Linked DNA regions of Manis pentadactyla: region 2 is linked to region 1. The links are chromatin contacts, called in public Hi-C maps. All regions are on one chromosome and are shown on one strand. Each heading gives the region's core, a stretch centred on a gene start, on an enhancer-like site or on the middle of the called end of the contact. The rest is flanking DNA. Distances are from core to core; before and after follow the strand shown. Region 1 holds the start of FAAP20 (FA core complex associated protein 20). Region 2 holds the start of RER1 (retention in endoplasmic reticulum sorting receptor 1).

Region 1 (4,668 bases), core at 934-3,433:
CCTGTGCCTCCGGGCCACCCACCCACTGCTCAGAAGGGTGGTGCTTGGCTAAGGTCACTGCTCAGAGAACATCCCAAGGACCACGAAGAGCAAACGTTTTTCCAGGGAGTCATGGGAAAGGCTGACCGTTGGGTGGCTGTGTCCAGCAGGACCCTCCTGTGGCCCAGCCTGTGTCCTCGCCTGTGGTGCCATGGGCCCTCGTGTCTAGCCATGTGGGACTGGCTGTCTCCCAGCCCTAAGGAATCCATGATACAGTGAAGAACGTGGCGGCATTCCAGATACGCTGAGACCTGGACCCAACCACAGTGACACCCAAAAGCGCCCCTAGGACAGAGGCCCCCCAGAGGGGGAGGAGGTGTGGAGTGCTGGGGCAGCGGCAGGGGCCGTGGGCTTCCAGGCAGTGGGCTTCCAGCAGGGCTCCGGACACTTTGTTCTGATGGCGCAAATCATGACGACTTCACTGTTTTAAAAGTGCCCCCTGCTACGTCAGAATTGGCAAGCCAGTCGGATGAGCAGGTTAGGGCAACTCCAAACAGCAGCAGAGGCAGGAGGCGTGTCCAGTGAGACACCTGGTCTGGAAACCGCGACTCCATAGGTGCCTCCCGGGGTGCCAGGGCGTCTCCACCAGGCCCCACGGCAGGGGCTGCACCTGGGGACAGCCGTGGGCACAGCTGAGCAGCGCCTGCAGCCACTGGAGCCTGTGCGGGCTGCCGTGGGCACAGACAGGACACAAAACATCCCAGGCTGGGGGAGTCCGAGGTCAGAGGTTTGGCTTCCGACGGAGACTCCATCTCTGAACCGGAAGGAGGACCTACGGATCTTCCTTGGCAGGTGTGCGTCCTGTACTTGGGTAACTAGTCTGCCGGTCTCGTCTGGACTGGGCTCCCTTCGCCCTCAGGGCTGCTGTTGCTTCTGAAGACAGGATGTGCTAATGCAGACAGACTGGTGTCCGCTCACCTGACCAGTGGCAACCATTCCTGTCTCCTCGGTTGTGCGACACACGGCCTGCAAGCTGGGTGCTTTGGGTTTAATAACAGAACATTGGATTCCAACTCCCTACTTAAAAAAAGCAAACTGTGTATTGGGTTTTTGGAGTGAAAGCATCTCTAGGCGCAAAACAAAAGCTTCCTTATTAAGACCCCCAAGCCACCCCTAGGAAGGCACCTGTGCTGGGGGACTATTTAAACAAGAAGCTGCTCAGTGACCCGCAGCCTGGCTTGGTCCTGGAGACGGTGGCAGCTGGGGACACCGGTTACCAGGGCCCCCAAGTCGGGGTGCTCCTGCTGCGGGCCTTCCTGTCACAGGGCCTCGCGGGATGGCCCCCTGGCTGGCCGGCAGTCCGCTCTGCCAACTTTCCACGCAGGAGGCACCTCTCAGCTTCCTTGAAGTGGCCGTGGCTTCCAAACAGGGCAGCAGAGGGCCTGGGAAGCCCAGGGTGGCACTCACCCGGGGGCGAAGTCAGCCTGGCACATGGGGCAGCTCCGCAGGATCTGAGCCCCATCCACCAACCGCTGCTCCTGGGTGCTGGGGAGCTTGGGGGCAAGGCACTGCCGCGGGGACCGGGCGGGGGACCCCGGAAGTCCCCCGGCCCCACGGAGCACGTGACGAGAGTGGCCAAGGCCCCCGCCTCCCCTCGGCGCCGGCGGGAAGGGCGTCCAGGAGAAGGTCTCGAGCCCGACGGTGAAGGCCTCGGGGGGCGCGGCAGGCTCCGGGCGCTGGCCGGACTCCTGCAAAACGGGGTCGTCGGGCCGCGCCGGGACAGCCCCGGCGCCCGATACCCAGCCCTGCCCGGAGGCCCCCGGCCGCCGCGGCGCACCTGGCGGAGGAACGCGGGCAGCGGAGGCAGCTCCCCGTCTGGATTCAGATCCGCGCGCGCTGCGCGCAGCAGCTCCGCCCACGGCCCCGCGGACTCGCCGCCGCCCCCGAGGAGGGTCTCGGAACGGCTGCTGGGTAAGGGGGGCAGGCTCAGCGGGAGGGGGTCGGGCCACCCGGCGGGGGACGTGGGGCTGGGACGCCGGACACAGCTCGGCTGGGAGACACCGAGCCCCCATCCCGGCCCCCGGCCCCCGGCCCCGGGCCTCACCCGCCCCCCGGCGGCGGCCTCCGGCGGCTCAGCCTCAGCCGCGGCCTCCGCGTCTCCGCCATCCGCCCCGGGGCCTCACGTCCGGCGGAAGTGAGCGCCCGCCCCGGACGCAGGCCCCGCCCCCTGCCCGGGCCCCTCCGCAGCGCCGCCGTACCGGACAGGCCCCCGACTCCGACCCCCCCAGGCACCAGGCTTGCTCCCAGCCCGCCGGCCCACCCCCTTTTGTGACCATCAGAGGAAGGCGCCCTGCGCCCAGCCTTTGGGGGACTGAGGCCAGGGTGCCCTTCTCCAGCGCAGAGGGGGACGGTGCGGGGGTGGCAGGGAGGCCCAGGCCGCTGCCGTCGCAGGGCAGGCCCCCGAGCAGGGGGAGCTGAACAGGAAGTCGGGCCTGGGGACCCCGGGAACACCACGTTTCCTTGCAAAAGGGAGGAACTTGGTTTCCTTAAGAGAAAAAGTGAAGTGACCAAGTCCAAGTGGCCAGCGGGAGCCTGGGCCGGGCAGAAGGCCTGAGAGGGGCTTCCCCGGACACCCGGGCCCTGGGAGCTCTCGCCCAGCGACCAAGCCGTCCACCACTTGGTGGCAGCAGATGCCTAGGCTCCCTCAGGTCCCTTCCCCTGCGCTGCCCCAGGCCTGACAGAGCCCCTGCCCCTGGCCCTCCGCGGCCCCTGGGTGATGCCTGCCCACGCTGGGGTCGGAGTGTTCAGGGCCCTGGGGTCAAGCAGCTCCTCTCCAAGGACCACAGGCAGACGTCCCTCGGGGTGCTGGGACCCTTGGCTGTCCCAGGCCCTGGAGTTTTGGAGCTCTGCCCTGCACCCCTGTCTGCAGGGGCCCCCACAGCACCGTTCAGCCTCCTCACCTAGGCCCAGCCCCTGGTCCTGGTGACAAGGCCCCCCTTGTCCCACTTCCAGCCCCAGAGCCCCTGCCCCTGAGTCAAGGCCCCCCAGTGACCAGCGGTCCTGCTATGGCGCTGAGGTCACCCTCACCCAGCCGCCAGTGCAGACCTCACAACCAGGAGCAGGCTCACTCACTAAACTCTCCCTGAGCGCCAGCTGCACCCTAGGCTGGCCTAGATGCTTCCGACCCCCAGGTAACAGGCAGGGTCCCACCCCACCTGTGCAAACAAGTAGAGCTGTCATAGCAGGGTGGTCTCGGGGCCCCAGGACGAGGTGCCCTGCGGCTGGGCCTGCTCCCAAGGGGAGGAGCCTGGGAGTGGGGGCCCCCGGTCTGCCCTGCCCCCACATTGCAGGTGTTTGTCTGGAGTCCCAGACAGGGGCTCAGCTGGCTGTGGCTTCAGCCTCTGCCGCTTCAGAGACTTTCTTGCAAGTGTCACCACACTGCTGCAAGCCAGACAAGGGGACCTCCAGGAGGAATGGTGCCAGGCATCCCTGCGGCAGAGGAAGGCCCTGCCACACCTTCCTGTGCACCCAGAGCTCAGGCTGCTTGGGGAAGTGTGTGCGACATCTGTGTGAGCAGCCGCTGCTCCTGAACAGGCCCCAGGGACTGGGACCTGGCTGAGTACAGAACAGAGGGGATGCCTACTCTGCTTTGGCCTCAGCCCTCCCAGTGGGCCTCATCTACCCTCAGCTGCCAGGGGAAGGGACCCGGACCCCAGAGCAGGCCTGCACCGCCTGGTGTAACAGGCCCCTGAGGCCTGGTGCTCCTGGGATGGCCACGCCAGGGCAACACGTAAACGTCCCCCTGGGGCTTCTGCTCTCTGGTTTCACCCAGCTGCTGGGGGTTAACACCCCCCACCCCCCCCGGGACACTTCCCCCAAGAACAGAGCTGGGGTCACCCGGGCACCAGGCCCGTGGCAGGTGCCGGCCCTGGTCAGGAAGCCCCCACCCCCCCAGCTTTCCTGACAGCTGCCTGCCCGCCCCAGCCTGCCAGGGCCTTAGGGAGGTGAGTGGAAGCACCGCACGCTCTCCCCACAACACACACAGACCCACCTTGTCCCAGCTGCTCCGTTGTTATCAGCAAGAAACGGTGGCTGAAGGGCGTTTAAGAGTTGACCTCAAGCAGGAAGCTCACGTTTTCCGAGTCATCTGCCCTGGTGACAGACAGTAGAGCTTTATTGGAAAATGATTTCTGATCGAGACTGGCGCTGGCACTGTGGAAACAAATTTTTTTACAAGCCAAAAGTCATGTTTATAAAAAATATTTCAGCATTTTGGAGGAGGCACCCCTTGGGCGAAGTACTAAGTGCTTGAGTGGTGTCATGCAGGAGCTTCAGGTGTCACCCACCAACGTGCAAAGGAACCCCTCCAGGGTGCCTGCCCCAGAATCAGGGTGATGTCTGTGGCCGGTCAGGGGCACCTTCCACTGCCAATGAGCAGGTGTCTCTGCCCCTGGTGTTCTCGGAGCCTGGACGCACTCAGGCTCCTTGCTCCCACGGGGTGGGAAAAGGCTTACCTCTGACCAGCACTGTCCCCCCGGGGGGCCTGGCTGGGGCTCGCCGTTGGTCTCCACTCCGAGGAGGTCCAGAGACTGCCCACCAGACCTCAGCCCAGGTCCAAGCCCCACTTGGCTTCCCTGCATGTTCCTTTGATTTCCTGGGGGCTGCCATCAGGCTACTCTGAAAATGGGA
Region 2 (4,668 bases), core at 1,276-3,775, 140 kb after region 1:
CCTGGCGCAGGAAAGGAGAAGGGAAGAAACACACAGGGTCAGCACTGGGCCCGCATCCTCCGAGGGCTAATGGGTCCTGCCCACCCCTTACCCACGATGGGGCAGATGCCATGTCAGGACACACGAGAGTGACTATCTCATTACCTACTCTTGTTAACTAAGGAAAATAACATTAGGTGGATCTCCTCCTGCCTTCCTGGGTAAGCAGGGATGTGCGACTCCCTCCCCTCACAACCAGGTGACTGCAGACTCCATCCTGCGCCCACCCTCTCTGTGGGCAGCAATGAGCCAAGGGCAAAGGCCGCTCAGGGTCAGAGGCTGTGGGGTGACCCTTCTCTTCACTGAGAACCAACCACCATGCTTGCCTGTGAGGAGCTGAGGTCCCCAGCCAAGCTGTGGGCAGCACTGTGGCCCCCTCACCCGGGCTGGAATGCTGCTGTTACAGGACACCTTGAGGAGGGGAGGGCCTCCTTACAGACGGAAGCACCTTCTGCACCAGAAGCAAGGGACCAACTCCCACTGGGAAGGCTGACATGGAGGGGCCAGCACACCCACCCCTTGGCTCCAAGTCCCACCTGACCAGGCCCAGTGCCGGCAGCCTTCTCCCGTGATCTCTCCATCTACAAACTCGCCTTCATAATAACTTCCATCTTTAAACAGCAGCTTCCCATGACCTGGTAAAAGAAATCTCGATGCGAAGCTAGACAGCAGCTGGGAGTGACCGCTGGTGCCTGTGTGCGGCTGGGCTCACTTCTCAGTGAGGAGAGCTGGGCTTTGGCGCCCTCAGGCCTGCTTGGCTCCATCTCTCCTCCCACATGTACTCTCTGCAGACTCACCCGCGTACACGTGGGCAGAGAACAAGGGCAGGCAGGGTCCCCAAACAGTAGGACCATGAACTTGGGAAAGCCTGAACCCTGCAGGTGGCCACTTCTACTTCATCATTCCCTTCTCTGCTGCTAAGATTTTCTACAAAGGTACAGAATCTCTTTATCAGAAAAAGCCATAAAGGCAGTTTATGACAACAAAAACTTTAGGGATGATTTTCAAGTTGCAATTTCCCTGCTGAGGGTGCCCCAAGGCCTGTGAGAAGGCTGCCCACCCAGGGGTCTCCCAGGACCCCACTGCTGCTGCCTGGCTTTGCTGCCAGCTGCCGGAGCAGCACTGGGGCGCCTTGTCTGGCGAGCTCCAATGCTGAAAGAAGGGGCCTTTCATCGGCACCAGTAAGAGCACAAGGGCCCAGGCTGGCTGGCACTCCATGCCACCCTCCTGACCAAACTCCCCAGGAGATGGGCTGTCAGTTGCGAAGTGCTGGCTGCAGGAATCTGACCATGCTTCTTCCTTCCTCTCCATTCTCCTTCGTATCGAAAGAAAGAATTTGGGTATATGTAGACACCGTAACCTGAAGGTTGAAAAGATGCACAAGTGAGCACCTGACACAGGGGACCTGGTGGGGTCTTGCGCTAATGAGGACGAGTGTGCACCCCCCTCGAGGGCATCTTCACCTGCAGTGAACTCCCCAGCACTGCGGCCTAGAGCTTCAGTTTGGGGGTCACTTTTCCTGTTTACTGTTCATACAGCCACCCTCTCTTCTGTTTATGCAACAAACACGAGGAGGAGCTGCACTCTGGGCAGGGAGGCCCAGTGGGAGGCACCAGGACAAGGGCGTGCAGACTCCCCGAGAGAGGCGGCGGCGTGAGGGGCGGTTGGGAGAGTGGGGCGCCTTTCTGGGGAGGGAACTTTTGGGCAGAGCGCAGCGGGGAGGAGCCCTGCCATTTCTCTTCAGGAGCCGTCCAGTGGCCTCCTGTGCCCCGGTCCACACGTGCGCCCAGGGCCCGCCCACCTTCCGCCCTCCGCTAGGCGGCGGGGCGCCTCCCCCGTTCCCCGCCGCACAGCCCGTTCCCAGGCGCAACGTGGGGCGAGCGGGTCTAGGTAGGAAGGGGCCCCCAGTCAGTGACTCTGCCGCCGGCGAGGGTCGGGTTCTGCTCGCAGTAGCGGTGCGGACGCCTAGTCCGGGCTCATCAGGCCCCGGCCGGTGCTGGGACTCGGCCCGAGAACCCGGCCAACACGGGGCGAGGACACACGGAACCCGGAGAGGGGCACGAGGGCGCCCAGGGTCCGGCTGGGGCCCCGGGGAAGCGCGCGGGAGCGTCCCAAAGTGAAGTTGCGAGCCCGCGGCCGTTACCGTCGAGCGGCGGCCGCCCCCGTGGGTCCCGGCGCGGCCGGCGGCCGCTCAGCCTCCCTTCGCCGGAGGCTGCCATCTTGCCGCTAGCGGTTTCCCTTAGCAACCGTCAGAGTCCTCCTCCGTTGGCTCGTCGGTCGCGAGGGGGCAGGGCCGAGGACCCGTCCCCGGGCGGTAATAATCTCCGGAGCGAAGCTTTCTGGGCCCGGAGTCTCAGGACGCAGCTGCGCCTGCGCCACAAGGCGTATGTCCGCTGATACGTCCTTTCCGCCGAGGGCACCGCCCCGCCAACCGCTGGGCGCCCGCGCCGGAAGCGGAAATGGTTGGAGGCTCTCGGCTCCGCCCTGGCGGCCATCTTGGAGGCCCCGGAGGCGGTGCCGCGCAGGACGGAGCGGAAGTCCCCGGCTGCCCCTTCCCGGACCAAGCGAAGCGCCGGCGCGGCCGCTGCCCGCGTCCTCCTCCCCGCGGCCCTCGGGAGACCGCGCTCGGCCGCAGCGGAGCGGCGAGGTGCCGGCGGGGCCCAGGGTCCGGGCGGGGATGGGGCGGGGGTTCGGGCAGAGCATGGCCGGGCCGCACACCGGGGTCGCGCGGTGACCGCCCCGGGAGGGAGGGGACTCGGCCGCCTCTCCGTCTGCTTCCGCGCCCGGGGCTAGGCCTGCCCGCGCGGTTTGGGCAGGGGCTGTCGGGTGCAGCAGGTTGCCGGGGGTCCCGTCCTGGTACAGACTGAGTCCTGCAGGCTGACTCGGTGCCGTGCCCGCGCCCCCGTCGGGTCGGCCCCGCTTCCGTGCGCGGCAGAGGGAGGCGGTGTTAGCCCCGGACGCTCTCCCGAGGCCCGCCCTTGGTCCGGGTCGGCCCTCCTCTCCCGGGAACGTGTGAGGTGGAGACCCCGCGAATGAGCACGGGGTCCTCAGCTATTGAGACCAGGTCCTGCTGAGTGCAGATGACGGGCAGGGTGGCAGGGGCAGGTGCGGACGTCCGCGGTGGTCCCGGCCCGAGTGCGCCTCTCCGGGAATGGACGGAGACGGCTGGAGGGGCGTTTGAGCCAGGGACAGCACCCGAGGTCAGCGTGGGGCCCAGGAGGACGAGGGCATGAGGAGATGAGCAGAAAGGTGGGGGGCCCGACTGCTGGTGGCCCCGTAGCCGGGCAGAGACCGCCTCCAGAAGCCCTCAGGTCGTGGCTCCTCCGGACGGGGCCTCCCGGACTGCGGACGGGCCCGTGCATGGCGCTCCTGCTCTCTGCTTGGGATGGTTTTATCTTGCTTTTTCCTTTGTTTTCTTTTGGACCCAGCGTGAAACAGTTAAATGCAACAGATGATTTACCGACTGCCTGCTACTTAACAGGCTATTTTAGGCAGTAGGACCCAGCAGCAGTCCAGATAAGGTTCCCCCTCAAGGAGCTTACATTCTAGTAGGAGAAAATAGAGAAAACAAGGAAGTCAGGAAATGATTGTTACACAAAGTAAACACGGGGTGACATGATCTAAGGGACCTGGTGGTCGGTTTGATAAGTCAGGAGGGCCTCTCTGAGGAGGTGGCCTTCCAACTGAGCAGAGGGAAGAGGACCACAGAGCAGCTGGTGTGAGGCCGGCCCTAATCCAGGAACCAGGAACAAGTCTGACTTGTTTGAGGGAGGCGGGCCTGCTCCCTCCTGCCTGGCTTGAGGGTCAGGCCTGGTGCTACGTGCAGCTGACTCCCTGCAAGGCAATGTCTGAGGGCCGCTAAGTGCCATTGCCTCACTCTGCAGGTCGTTGGGGGGTGCTGAGGGGGTTGTCCACATTGCACGGCAAGACAGTGACAGCTGGACTCTGAGAGCTGTTTGACTCCAAAGTCCATGTCCTTGGTGTTATTCTTGACAGTGAGTTTGCTTGAGACTTGGAGCTGTGTGTTAATGTGTATGCTGTCTGTCAGATCATCAGAGATCGACTGCTGTGTTTTTGGAAGATTTTTCCACACACTCAACTGAAATCATGGGAAATTGTAGCAGTTGTTTCTCATAGCATGTGTGCGTGAAGGACAGGTGTTTTCTCACTAAGATCACTGTTACTGCCTCCACGTAATGGGAGACACTTCAGGCATAAAACAGGAAAATGAAGGAAAATTTGTGAGGAACCATAGGGTAAAGAATATTATTGACGTGGCTTTCTGCTGCCCTGGCTTTGGCCACAATAGGGTGGCCGGCCGGCCATTCTAGGAAATGAATTCTAATTTAGCCCCTTTTAAAACACGGAATTCTCCTCAGTTGAATGTAAAAGTGCATCTCCTGAAAGGACAGGAGACTGGGGAGCCGTGATGGTCCATTCAGTTGGGTCACCTATCTTCCATTTGCACATCTCCTGAGAGCAAAGGGCGTTGTTTCTGGGTGTCCGCGGCAGTGCCCCATCTGCCCAGTGGCTTCGGAAACGGAGTCGGGTCACATAATGCCTGGTAACAGTGGTGTAGTGGGACTGCTTAGAGGGTTTTAATGTCCAAGTCGTGCCTGGAACACTCTG

What was found. Hi-C and Micro-C count contacts between places; a contact is called where the count stands out from the background.
Region 2: a contact with region 1 is called in a Hi-C map of skin fibroblasts, with 6 times the contacts expected there. The contact joins the promoter of RER1 here to the promoter of FAAP20 in region 1. A contact is called at or near these places in 2 of 3 Hi-C or Micro-C datasets (fibroblasts and skin fibroblasts).

The regions. Positions count from the first base shown.
Region 1 is chr4:1,034,035-1,038,702 of mManPen7.hap1, forward strand. It overlaps FAAP20 (FA core complex associated protein 20), which reads right to left and starts at 2,184. Exons shown (of 3, transcript XM_036882652.2): 1 at 2,084-2,184; 2 at 1,817-1,946. The coding sequence starts at 2,145.
Region 2 is chr4:1,174,761-1,179,428 of mManPen7.hap1, forward strand. It overlaps RER1 (retention in endoplasmic reticulum sorting receptor 1), which reads left to right and starts at 2,526. Exons shown (of 7, transcript XM_036882787.2): 1 at 2,526-2,686. MORN1 (MORN repeat containing 1) reads right to left here and starts at 2,490. Exons shown (of 14, transcript XM_057499626.1): 1 at 2,183-2,490; 2 at 1,328-1,399; 3 at 576-674; 4 at 1. The coding sequence starts at 2,258.